Regions from separate parts of the Mus musculus genome. Here all the other regions are linked to region 3. Evidence: chromatin contacts called from public HiChIP or PLAC-seq and promoter capture Hi-C data. All regions are on one chromosome and are shown on one strand. The core of a region is the stretch at or near the end of the contact, and the rest is flanking DNA. Distances in the headings are between cores, read along the strand shown. Region 1 overlaps Alox5ap (arachidonate 5-lipoxygenase activating protein). Region 2 has its middle 5.3 kb from the start of Gm35704. Region 3 holds the start of Wdr95 (WD40 repeat domain 95).

Region 1 (3,725 bases), core at 1,044-3,543, 240 kb before region 3:
GTGGAGCAACCCTCTGACTGCCACTGAAGGTTCGTCGGGACCTCCTTGGATGAAAGGAGGACAGACTAAGATTCCCACGTCCCAGAAATTTAAGGAGTCTGAGAATACAGCTGGAGAGTTGCCTGGTTTTCCTGTTAAATTTTTCCTTCGCACAGCCTTGATTCCTAGGGGTGTTTTAGCACACCGGGCTGTACACTGCTTGCACCTGCACGCCCAGCTGTTCTCCGTGGTGGAGTCTGGGGCGGCAATAACTTTTTAGGTAGGTCTGACTTCCCAGGCCGCTTGTGAATTAAGCATCTCATCGTCAAGAGAAATGAGAGCTAATGTTTGCATCTTACCATGGGTTCTTTTGGACCTCCAGGAGTGCTGAGGATACGAGATGTAGAAATCTCCAAGCCCCGGACAACAGACAATCCTTGCACTGTCTAGAGTTGAGCTGCACCCAGCCTTCCTCAGCACTTGCCTTCCTTTGGCTACGCCCCACACCCCCACCGTTGCCCCTAACTCCCGACTCCCTGATTCTATCCTTGCAGTTCACGTGTTGGGAAGAGTCAAAATTGTCTGGACAGCATAGTCACTGTGGCATGTGCACACACACATCACCAGACAGCATTACAGAATTTTAAGAGAAAGAGACCTAGTGACCTACACCCTCTGATTGTACCCCACTTCCTAAAAGCCCGTTCAGCTATGAACTGATGAGGCCGGTGCCCTCGTGATCCCAATTATTTGTTAATAGTGCCACCAACTGGACACCCTTCAACATATGGGACTTTAGTGACATTTTCTACCCAAGTTGTTAGCCAGCTAGCAAGAGTGGGGCTTCTCGGCTTCCATTGTCCGTGTGTCACACAGGGAGCTTGTTGAATGCAGCGGGCTTCATCCTGCTTTGAGAAGGACTGGGGGATTGGGCTTCTGCTAGGCTCCCACCACACGCTGATGCTCTTAGTCTGCGGATGACAGAGTAGCGAGGAGGTTGGTACCCAACAGCTGAGCAAATACTTGCTTGCTATGAGAGTTGAGAGCCTCTGGGGTTCCTTTCAACTAGTTAAAATTTCTGGTAAGGCAATGTGGGACTGCAGGACGCTGGCTTTGGTGCCCTCTGTGACAGTTTGAAACAGCCTGTGTCAGCTGGAGCTCACCTGTCCCGCTGGTTTTGCTCTAAGCTCCAAATCAGGGCTGATTGCCCCATGCCATTGCTGGTTCATTACTGAAATCTTATCTTGACAAACCGTTTCACTGGCTATTCCAGACATGTCAGCGCCACTCAGATGGGCCCAGGCCCAGCAGCCAAGGGTCTTGCAGAGGGACAGAGGACATGGGTAGCCTTGGCACGCCATTAGACAGTCACTTCTCATGAGGAATCTCCTCCTATCTCCAAATGATGATGCTCTGTGTAAAATATTTAGGATGGAAAGGGGAGGGGAGAGAAAGGAGGGGAGAGGAGGGAAGGGAAGGGGAGAGGAGGAGAGGGGACGGAAGGGGAGGGGAGGGGATGAGAAAGGGAGATTAAAACTTCTTTCACTCCTCTGGGATGTGTTTCCATCGCTGGGTACTTGTCTCTCATTAGGGCCAACCTGACTTCTTCCCAGGCAACCTCAGGAGGGAAAGGTTGAACCCTCGAGGGCGGAAGCACCTTCACCGGTGTATTTAAACCATCTCCTGAGCACAATGTTCATTACACCCCAGCCTCCAGTGAGAGCCTTAGAGGCGCTCCTGACAGGGAACACCCTGTAGAGGGCTTAATGAGTCCACGGTGCTCCCGAGCCTCAGTCCGACTCTCTGAGCGCAGTTAGGCCTTGCCAGCCTTCTGTCACCTGGAGTTAAGGACAAAAAGAGAACTCAGGGAAGCCAGAGCCACTGAGCCCAAAGGATGGCAGGCTGGAAGGCGGGCTCCTTCACCTGGCTTTGAAGCATGCGCAGTGCTTAATTACAGGAGGGTCGTGCCCATCCTTGCTATGAAGTAAGTGGGTAAATAGAGCGAGTAAACGCGGAATAATTTAACGCCCCGTGTCTGGAAGTGGCGGCGTCACTGGGTGAACTGGGTGTCGTTTGTGATGCATCTACGGCCCCCTCCCTTCTCTCGCAGCACCCCTGGCTACATCTTCGGCAAGCGGATCATCCTGTTCCTGTTCCTCATGTCCTTCGCCGGGATACTCAACCATTACCTCATCTTCTTCTTCGGAAGCGACTTTGAGAACTACATCAGAACGGTAAGCACGACGATCTCCCCGCTGCTTCTCATCCCCTGATTGCTGGAGACAGAGAAGGACGCTCACCAGATCAATAGAGACGCATCATAACGCAACGCCGCGAAGGCTTCTGCTCCTCTTCAAGCTGTAGATGCTGTCAATCTTGCTGCCCTCGGGGCTCTGTGGCATCCGTTAACTTTGCTTTTCCGGGAAGAAAAATGTCTTGTGCTAGCTCCACCCCTCGAATGCGGCGGTGGCCCAGGATTTATTGTCTACATCCAGCCTATACTTCTCCTGGCTTATCCTGCTTTCTGAAGATGTCTTGTAATCAGACACGTGTTTTCCTAAAATAAAGGGTATAGACAAAATTTAAGCCCATGGCTCAGATTGGGGTGATATTTCTGTATTAGCTATTAGTGTTTCTTCAACCTACATGATGATAATTAAAATCACAATTTCCATATATGGACGCTAACGTCTTCAAGAGTCTTTTATTGACTGAGTACCTTCCCCGTCCCATATTTGGATTAGGTTGGGATCTTAATTCACTAGGATCATGCCCAATATTACTGCATCATGCAGCTTACAATGTGCTCTAAGAGTTGAAGATAATGCCAGGCCACCAAACAAACATGACAAAATGGATTCACAGGTCACTTGCTGGCTATAGTCAATGAACAGATTTCTAATGCTGTCAGCTAGGTGTCTTTGGGACAAAGAGGGAATCTTGGAAGACATGGGTGTAGTCAAATGTCCAAGGCAGCTAACAGGAAAGGTGTTCTTTTGGGGCCATGCACAGTGAGCTCAGTTTGATTTTCCTTATATAACTTAATTTTGGGGGGATAGTATATTAGAGTTCTCTTGAAGGGGCAGCACTGATTTTATATGTATATATATATATATATATATACACACACACACACATATATATATATATAATGCACATGCACACACATCTATAAATTATATATATATATAATTTAGTACTAAATATATATCATATTTAAATTTATTATTTTATATACACATTTTATTTCAATATGTAAATATATAATATATTTATATGATATATAAATATATTTATTACTATATGTTATATATTTTCTATAACATGTATTTATTTTATAAATTTATTTCATAAATATAAATATATTTATAAGATATATATGTGTGTATATATATACATGCATATATATATATATATCATATATATGCCATATATATAGTTGGTGAGCTTACTAAATTGTATCTGGTGGCTGTCTCACATTGGAATTTGTAGTCGCTCAGTCCAGAAGGCTGGATGTCTCAGCAGCCCCAAGCTGGTGCTGAAGGCCTGGAGAATTCCTGGAGAGTTGCTGGTCTTCAGTCTACATTGGAATCCCAAAGAAGCCAGTTCTACTACCAAAAGGGATGCCACAGCCATGAGATAGATGAGCTTGTCAGCATGAGTGAGAGCAAGCAGGCAAAAGGCAAAAGCTTCTGTTTTCCATGTCCTTGTATGTGGGTCTTCCCACCACAAATGACCCAATCAGG
Region 2 (4,295 bases), core at 1,003-3,502, 180 kb before region 3:
GAGAGAGAGAGAGAGAGAGAGAGAGATGGATAAGGAGGAAAGGTCAGGGATACCATTGCTGTGATGAAACACCATGGCCAAGTTGGGGAGGAAAAGGTTTATTTGGCTTACACTTCCACATTGCTGCTCATCATTGGAAGAAGTCAAGGAGGAACCCAAACAGGGCAGGGCCCTGGAGGCAGGAGCTGATGCAGAAGCCATGGAGGGATGCTGCTTAGTGGCTCACTCCCCTGGCTTGCTCACCCTGCTTTTTTATAGAACCCAGGACCACCAGGGATGGCACCACCTACCAGGGGCTAGGCCCTCCCCCATCAATCAGGAAAATGCCCCACAGGCTTGCCCAGAGCCTAATCTTATGGAGGCATTTCTCAGTTGAGTCTCCTCCTCTCAGATGACTTTAGTGTGTCCAGTTGACACAAAACTGTCCTTCATAGAGGGCATTCCTGAGTGGACCTTATGATCACAGCCTTTAGGAACATAGGCACTTGGGCCTGTCCACTAGGGACTCTGCTTATTTAACCAGTGGGTATCAGTGTACCCCAAAAGGCTCTATGTTAACTACTAGAACCCAGGTGGTGGCATTATTAAAAAGAGATTGGACCAAGTACAGTGGCACACACCACTAAGCCCAGCCATCAGGAAACAGAGGTAGGAGAATCTCTATGAGTTCAAGGCCAGCCTGGTATACATAATGAGTTCTAGAATAGCTGAGGCTACCTAGAGAGACGCTCTCCAAAAAAAAAAAAAATTTTTTTTTAAAGAGGTAATTGAAGCTAACGTGTCCATTGGACATGTTCATGGCTAAATGAGCTGCTAGGAGGAGGGAGACACTGGGGAGAGCAAGCCATTGGTGGGGCTTCGGAAGAGTGTTTGTCCGCCTGACCCCCCAAGCCCTGTGATCCCAATTACCCTTGCTCAACCCTCTTCACACAACTATGGGCTGAGACATCCAGTAGTGTGTGCCCAAACAAACCTTTCTTCCTTTTCAACTTGTTTCCCTTGGGTATTTTGTCACAGTAGTGGAAAGTAATTAACAAAGGGACTCTAGACTGATACCTGGTCAGGTTCTTGTGCACGCCAGGGCCGAGAGTCTGTAAAAATAGTTACTTGAATCTGTTGAAGGTCAACTATGTTTCTTCATGTACAGAGGTCCCGGCAGACAGTAGCACAGAGAAAGAGAGGTGTCACCCAGAGGGGACCTTGGTGGGGTGGACAAGGTACATGGGGACAGATCTTGCTATAACTCAAGTGTCTGGGGAGGGACACAGGGACTGTCTCTCCCCATCCCCCGTGGCAGTGACAATGTTTTGGTGATGGTGAATGGCAGTGGAGATGAATCTAGAGCTATGGTACCTTCCCCACTGGAAATGAGGTGAGGGAGGGCGTACTCTCCGATTGTGTAAATACAAGGCTGGGCCCTTTCTTTTTCTAGTCTTCTCTGATTGTGGGTTTTTTTGCATTACTTTTGACTTGCATAAAAACGTTCTTTCTCATTATTGGGTTTTCTTTTAAGTTTTGTGGGGAGAGCTGGCTCACCGGGATCCTGGACTAGTCTAGCAGGGGTACCCATCCTTTTGACATTGCAACATGGTCCTTGACATTTGTAAATAAGGTTGAGCGGCATTCACAGCTATCATGGGCCAGCTGGTGCGAGCCTCTACGGCTGGGAACGCCCATTAGTGGAGGGACTTTGTATTTAGTTTGGTTCTGTTGGGAATAGTTCTAGTGATGGGAGCAGGGATGGTTTGGGGCAGATTCACAGCCTTAGCTGAACCTCAGTTTCTTTATCCGTGGATTGTAATTCGTAGTTGGTTATAGCAGTTGTCGGAGGGCGTATACCAAACAAGACACAGGCACCAGACGTGGCAGGGCCCAGCTAGCAGGACTTCCCTGAAAGGATGCTTCAGGGAAGGTCCCAGGCACTGGAGACTTGAAAGGTGTGGTGGGGCGGGAGGGGACAGGGTGCTTGCTCTTTTGTTCCACTGGGTGGCTAGATGGCAGATGGCTTTGCCTCTCCTGGTGGCGAGGTGTGAGCGAACCTTGGCAGGCAGTACCCCTCCAGGCCCTCTTTCTATCCAAACCCCGCCCCCAGCCCCTCCAGGGGCTCCTGTGACACCATTGCCTGACTCAAAAAGCCACTGGGTCCAAGACCCGCCAGCACACAGACGGCCCCTTTGTCTCCCAGCCACACCTGACTGCTGCAGAGACAAGGCGTTGACGGGAGCTGCTGGCACTTGGCCAGGGCACTTTCAGTAGGGCCATTAGTCATGCCTCTTCCAGAAACCGCCTCATCCAGCAGCCATCAGTCTCTTGGCCCTGGGAGGCCTGGGCGGGTGTTTTTCATTTCCTCTCCGTGTTGATTTTTAAACAACAGCTGCCTTTTGGTTCCAGGGACCCTCCGGGTCAGTCCTGGGCCAAGTAGTCTATACTAGCCCAACAGGACTAAATGCCAGCCTCCACCGGTGGGAGCTGTGGGTCAGAGGGGTCCCCCCAGGAAGCCAAGGGCTCTCACCAGTCGGAGTCCCTGGGCAGCTTTTGTGTTCTGTCCTAGAGGCCTGTGTCAACCGTGGGCTCTGGGAGGTCTTTAGGATTCAGGCTATTCTTTGCTACCGGTTTTAGAAATGTAGGGAGCTCTGTAGAGGGAGGGGACCCCCATGGAAAAGATATGCAAGCAGCCAGAGTGCTTGTCTCAGTGTCCAGCACCAGTAGCCCCCAGAAGCCCAAAAACAGGGGGTTTGGAGAATGGCCTTTGCACTGGAAGGATCTCCAACTGGGGCTTTTATGTTAAGAGAGTCTTGGTACATGGAGCTCTTTATATTAGGGGAATCTTTACGAGTAGTCCTTGTTGGTAGGTGTACTGGCTGGTTTTGTGTGTCAACTTGACACAGCTGGAGTTACCACAGAGAAAGGAGCCTCAGGTGAGGAAATGCCTCCATGAGATCCAGCTGTAAGGCATTTTCTCAACTAGTGATCAAGGTGGGAGGACCCATGGTGGGTGGTGCCATCCCTGGGCTGGTAGTCTTGGTTCTATAAGTGAGCAAGCTGAGAAAGCCAGGGGAAGTAAGCCAGTAAGTGCCATCCCTCCATGGCCTCTGCATCAGCTCCTGCTTCCTGACCTGCTTGAGTTCCTTTGGGGATGAACAGCAGTGTGGAAGTGTAAGCTGAATAAACCCTTTCCTCCCCAACTTACTTCTTGGTCCTGATGTTTTGTGCACCTAAGACAGTAGGTAATCCCTAGAAAGGTGGCACTTTGGTATGAGGGCTACCATTGAGGGTCCCTAACTTCCTGGCATTGAGGAGCCCCTAGCATTGGGGAGGTCCCTGGCCCTGGGGAATCCCTGACAGTCTAAAGCTGGATTGTTGGTACAACCAAACATGAGAGATGTGTTAGAGTGTGTGCTCCCATGATCCCAGGCCTGCAGTGGTTCACAATCTTATTGTTTAGTTGGTCATAGCCAGGCGGCCTGTGAGGAAGGAAGGTGACTGTTCCCTCTGTGTGTGCACGTTAACCACCAGTGCCTTGCCTATCCATATCCTTTTCCTTTGCCATGGTAACTGGCAACTCTCTGGAGGAGTGGTTCTCAGTCTTCCCAACTCTGCAGTCCTTTAATACAGTTCATCATGTTGGGGTGACCCGCAGTCATAAAATTATTTTGTTGCTACTTTGTAACTGTAACCTTGCTGCTGCTATGAATTGTAATGTCACTATCTTATATGCAGGATATCTGATATGGGACCCCAAGGGGTTGAGACCACAGGTTGAGAAACACTGCTCTAGATAACACCTGCCTCTTCCTGTTCCTTGTGCCCAGTCAGCCTGAATCTTAGAGTTAAGATAAAGACCTGCTGGCCGGGCACTGTTTAGGTGGGTGTTAGCTAATCATTCACAGAGCTGCACTGCAGGGCCTCACCCCTCCTGTAGGTTGTGGGACTAAGGGGGAGGAAGACATTTTCTTGTGCCACTGTGGATCTGCAGAAGGTTTTCCTTATACTGGAGAGAGAGAGGTGTCTGAGGCCGGTCAAGGGAGTATCCTGGATTCTTGGAAGCATAGCTCCCCTGCCTGTGCCTTATTTAGCTATTTCTAGATGAAATATTATTTGTACCACGAATCCTCCATAAATAACGTAAACAGGCTTAGCCTGTGAAACCCCGGGACATCTGGTTTAATTTGAGTCTCATATAAACAGAGTATGAACAATCTATAATTTTTTGGGTATAAATATAATTGCCCACGATATCCGTGGGTTCAGCGTGCTAGGAGCCAGTAGACTACAAGATAGAAAATGTCCTCCAG
Region 3 (3,778 bases), core at 638-3,137:
TCAGAGATGAACCGAAGCCCAGCGAGGCTCAGGGTGAAGAGGAAAGCTATTGTCTGGCCTTTGGCTTCCGTCATGGGGTGGGGCTTGACTGCTTAGCAACTGAACAGAAATCTGTGCCAAGGGAGGCTAAGAACCCCCTGTAAAGCTTGCCTCGGAGCTTGGCACAGCGAAACCAGATTGTTTGTTGGTTTGTTTTTTCCCCACTGCCTGCCACCCGTTCGTGATGTTACCGGTTACCGTGTGGCCCATGCCCCTCGGATGGCTCCAGATCACCTGGTTTCATTCATTCACTGTGTTTCACGGACTTTGACGTCCCAGAACGGAATGATCATCATTGTCTCTATAAAGACCTCAAACCAAGATACGATTTAGTGAGAAAGGGGACACAGCTGAGAGAGACCATGTCTGAAAACTAGGACTTGTATACATCCTCCATTAAATCTAAATTAAAATTAAGGTAGATTTTTTTTCCATCCATCTTGGGCATTTCCAAACTGACTTAGAGGTCTGGGGTGTACCTCAGTGGTAGAGTGCTTACCTAACATTTATAAGGTCCTGGGTTCAGCGTCAGAATTCTGTCTAAACTCCACCCCACAGTTACCTGGCAACAGGCAGGTAGGCCTGACCCACTATAAAAGGGGCTGCTTGCCCACTCCTCTCCCTCTTGTTCTCTTGCTCTCTTGTTCCCACTCTGTCCCCTCGCCTCTTCCCCGCCCCCCTCCACGTGCTCATGGCTGGCCTCTACTCCTCTACTTCTCTACTCTCCCTCTCTCTGCCTTTCTCTGCCTCCACTGCCCTCTTAACTCCCCTCCCCATGCCCTGAATAAACTCTATTCTATACTATACTATACTATACTATACTATACTATACTATACTATACCTGTGGCTGGTCCCTCATGGGGAAGGGATGCCTCGGCATGGGCCCGCTGAGACATTCCCTTCTCCCACACCTCACCACACCTCATAGCACATATCTCCTATTTATTTATTTATTTATTTATTTATTTATTTATTTATTTATTTTAAACACATCATTCAGGACTGAAGGAAGAAAGACAAAACTCATGGAAATGATTTTAAGTGATTCTTAATAATTCATATTTAAAATTACAACATTTCTGCTTCTTAGACTTCAACTACAGTTTCATCTGGTACTAAGGTCACCTGCCCAGAGACCTGGTGTGAAGCGAAGCGGTAGGCAAGACAGAGAAGCCCTGTTCTGAGCTGGCTGTCCTCCCGCTTAAGGAGCAGCTGTCTTAGTGGCCTCCCAAGCACCAACGCCAGGGCACCCGCGCCAGCTGCCACACTGGAGCTGCCGGAGTTCCACACCAGTAGAGTTTTATGTAAGGGCTTCAAAGCTACAGCAGCCACCGCAGTAGCTCTGACCTGGCCTTTCATGTCTCAGTCCAGACAAACGCGTGATTGAAGAAAGGATTCATCCAAGCCCGTGTCACATTGGCCATCTGGAAACCCGCCAGCCGCTCATTTAGCAAATTACTTTGTTTAAAGGCAGCTCTGTGTTCCAGCGTTTGTGCTACCAGGATGGGTCTCATAATTCCTCCGCCTTGGTTTATCCGCTCGGCTCCTCTCGATCTGCCTAGCAACTTAAAAGACTGTTAATGCGTGACAAGGCACTTGACCCGCATGATTTTCGAGCGGAGGGAGAGCATTCGTCTTGTGCTGGCTTGTCCTCTCCTCCAAAGCAAGGGCACGACGCCCCGCGCTCTCTGTCTTAATGAAGCCTGCCTTTATTAAGAAGCCCATTAAGCTCCACAGGGCCCAGCCATCCAGCACTGTAAATATTACCCCATAGAAATTCACATAGGGCCCTGGCGCGGGGTGGGGGATGGGGAGTACGGTAAGCGCTCACCCATTCTGCCAGTCTGGAGGAGACCTCAGCTCTCTGTTGATGGAAGGCTGTTGCTGTTTGACAGGCTGATGCCTCTTTGTTTGGAAAGATGAGTTAGAATCGTTAGCAGGTAATGTCACAAGGCCCCTGGGGTGGTTTGAATAAAAGAGTTGGAAGCAACCTGACTACAGAATAGCAATGAGTTCTCAGGTGTCTGATCTGGATTTTCTTCTTCCAAAAGAGGAAAGAAAGAGGAAAAAGGAGCCCACAGAGGCTGAGATGGTTTCTTATCAGGATGTTGCGGGTCACTTTGTCCTGATATGGTTTATCATCTGTCATTGACCAGGGCAAATGATCTTGGTGACTGTTGTTTCCATAAATTGCTCATCTGGGGTCGTGGTATTCTTAAGTCTGGAAGCTAGAAGCTCAAATCAGTGAGTGGATCAAAGACATATCGTGTGTTCAGTATCTAGCTAGGCCCTTTAAGGGGGCGGGGGGGGGGGGAGGATCACACAATAAATGTGCTTTGGGAAGTTTTTTTTTTTTTTTTTAAAGTGTGTCTATTTAGTGACTAGTAAAGACTCGGACTGGGTGTCAAATGTTGATGTGATTTGGGCCAAGGTTGCCTTAGTCCTCTCTTGGAATTATTTTTAGAGGTAACTGAATTAGTGATGACATATAGTAAGAACTCAACCGTGCTACTTGATATGTTTTGTAAAGCGCGGTATGCTTCACTGGGAGGGGGTGTCTTAGTGGGTGCCCCCTGTCCCCAGGTACCAGTCATACAACACGGGTCTAGTATAAAATGTTCACTTGAGGCATGGGAAGGGGGTTGAGAAAGGAGTTGAAGTAGAGAAAAAGAAGGGACAGAAAAAGATGGGGAGAGGGAGGGTGGGGGGGTCAGAGAAAGAGAGAGAGAGAGAAAGGGGTCAGAGAGAGTGAAGAGAGGCCAAACAGTTCTTTTTATAGCAACCCAGGCTCCCACCTGGCTGTTGCTAGGTAACTAACTGTTGGGAGGAACCTAGAAGGAATGCTAACGTGCTAACACTAATAACACCAGGTATGGGATAGCTATCCTCGGTATTGGCACCGCTAAAGTAGTCACTGGACTGGATCGAGGGAAGAGAGCTTTATGAGCCAACTCCATACATGTACCAACTCCAGGTAGGGAGAGGGCGGCCTGTGAATGGCACTGCATAAACCGGGCACAGCCTTGGTGGGCAGGGAAAGAAGTGGGTAGGTAGCTAGGTGGACTGGAAGGAAGCTCGAGTTCAGAGCACAGGAGTGGAGATGATGAACGAATGAGGGGCTGTGTTGGTGGAGGCTTGAAGGCTAAGGGGTCTCAACATGATCTAGCTGGTAACAAGCTGCCATCTTGCTTTCTTGCAGGAGAGCCGCAGAGAGCTCTGGGTCGGTAAGGGAGAAGATGGAAGCTAAGAGGCGGGGGGAGGGGGGGGGTGGTGGTCCAAGGCCAGTCATCACCCCAGGTCAGATGGACGAGACGTTCCGTGGAGGCAGCCAGAGGATGCATGGGAGGGAATGAAGCTGTAATCCCCTTCCAGAGGAGCCAGGCCTGAACTGACACCCATACACACACCAGGTGGAAAGGAGAAGGGAAGGAGAAGGGAGCCTTTGGGGACCACCCAGGCGGTTGCTCCGCCCACCATGTTCCAAGCATAGGTCGCTAGGACCCCAGGAGACTGACACGCCTTTGGAAGCCGATGAAGCCGTGGAGCTTTCTGGATAGCTGCGAGTGTTCAGAGTGAAGTGAAGGGCAAACGCAGGGGTCCATTGGAAGGCGCAAGTCCCAGGGGCCCATGGGAGCCACACAGGTGTAAACACACCAGTGGTTTAGGGAAGACAGCTCCATGGTTTTAAAAAAAACATCCTTCAAGGACCCAGAGTGTTGAACTGAAAGGACTCAGTGT

The links. Promoter capture Hi-C pulls out the DNA fragments that hold promoters and counts their contacts. HiChIP or PLAC-seq counts read pairs in DNA pulled down with a chosen protein or histone mark.
Region 1: a promoter capture Hi-C map of hippocampal neurons shows a contact between it and region 3, with 3 times the contacts expected there. The contact joins the enhancer-like site here to the promoter of Wdr95 in region 3. A contact is called at or near these places in 2 of 39 promoter capture datasets (the 3T3-L1 cell line and hippocampal neurons), 15 of 484 Hi-C or Micro-C datasets (the G1E-ER4 cell line, the HL-1 cell line, the N1E-115 cell line and 10 more), 6 of 115 datasets of contacts at active chromatin or transcription factors (astrocytes, craniofacial prominence, embryonic basal ganglia and 3 more) and 1 of 9 other capture datasets (adipose tissue).
Region 2: a FOXA1 HiChIP or PLAC-seq map of pancreatic cancer cells shows a contact between it and region 3. The contact joins the enhancer-like site here to the promoter of Wdr95 in region 3. A contact is called at or near these places in 10 of 39 promoter capture datasets (the 3T3-L1 cell line, the HPC-7 cell line, HPC-7-derived erythroid cells and 6 more), 2 of 15 datasets of contacts at CTCF or cohesin (the NIH/3T3 cell line and embryonic stem cells), 9 of 484 Hi-C or Micro-C datasets (the HL-1 cell line, the HPC-7 cell line, cortical neurons and 4 more), 7 of 115 datasets of contacts at active chromatin or transcription factors (SST interneurons, T-cell acute lymphoblastic leukemia, embryonic forebrain and 3 more) and 2 of 9 other capture datasets (adipose tissue and pancreatic islet).

Annotation. Positions count from the first base shown.
Region 1 is chr5:149,285,483-149,289,207 of GRCm38.p6, forward strand. Alox5ap (arachidonate 5-lipoxygenase activating protein) reads left to right here. Exons shown (of 5, transcript NM_009663.2): 5 at 2,090-2,671. The coding sequence ends at 2,252. Among named protein-coding and RNA genes, the nearest start is that of Alox5ap, 22 kb to the left of the region's middle. Within about 2 kb of position 2,294, at least 40 of the 459 cell types and tissues checked have an H3K27ac peak or open chromatin away from gene starts, as enhancers often do. A contact at or near this core is called in cerebral cortex, forebrain, hippocampal neurons and 1 more, where this site is marked.
Region 2 is chr5:149,351,104-149,355,398 of GRCm38.p6, forward strand. No RefSeq gene overlaps it. Among named protein-coding and RNA genes, the nearest start is that of Gm35704, 5.3 kb to the left of the region's middle. RefSeq lists an enhancer at 1,056-3,264. Within about 2 kb of position 2,253, at least 153 of the 459 cell types and tissues checked have an H3K27ac peak or open chromatin away from gene starts, as enhancers often do. A contact at or near this core is called in the HL-1 cell line, the NIH/3T3 cell line, embryonic forebrain and 4 more, where this site is marked.
Region 3 is chr5:149,526,792-149,530,569 of GRCm38.p6, forward strand. It overlaps Wdr95 (WD40 repeat domain 95), which reads left to right and starts at 1,888. Exons shown (of 23, transcript NM_029440.3): 1 at 1,888-1,980. All of the region lies in intron 1 of Gm15997 (predicted gene 15997), which reads right to left.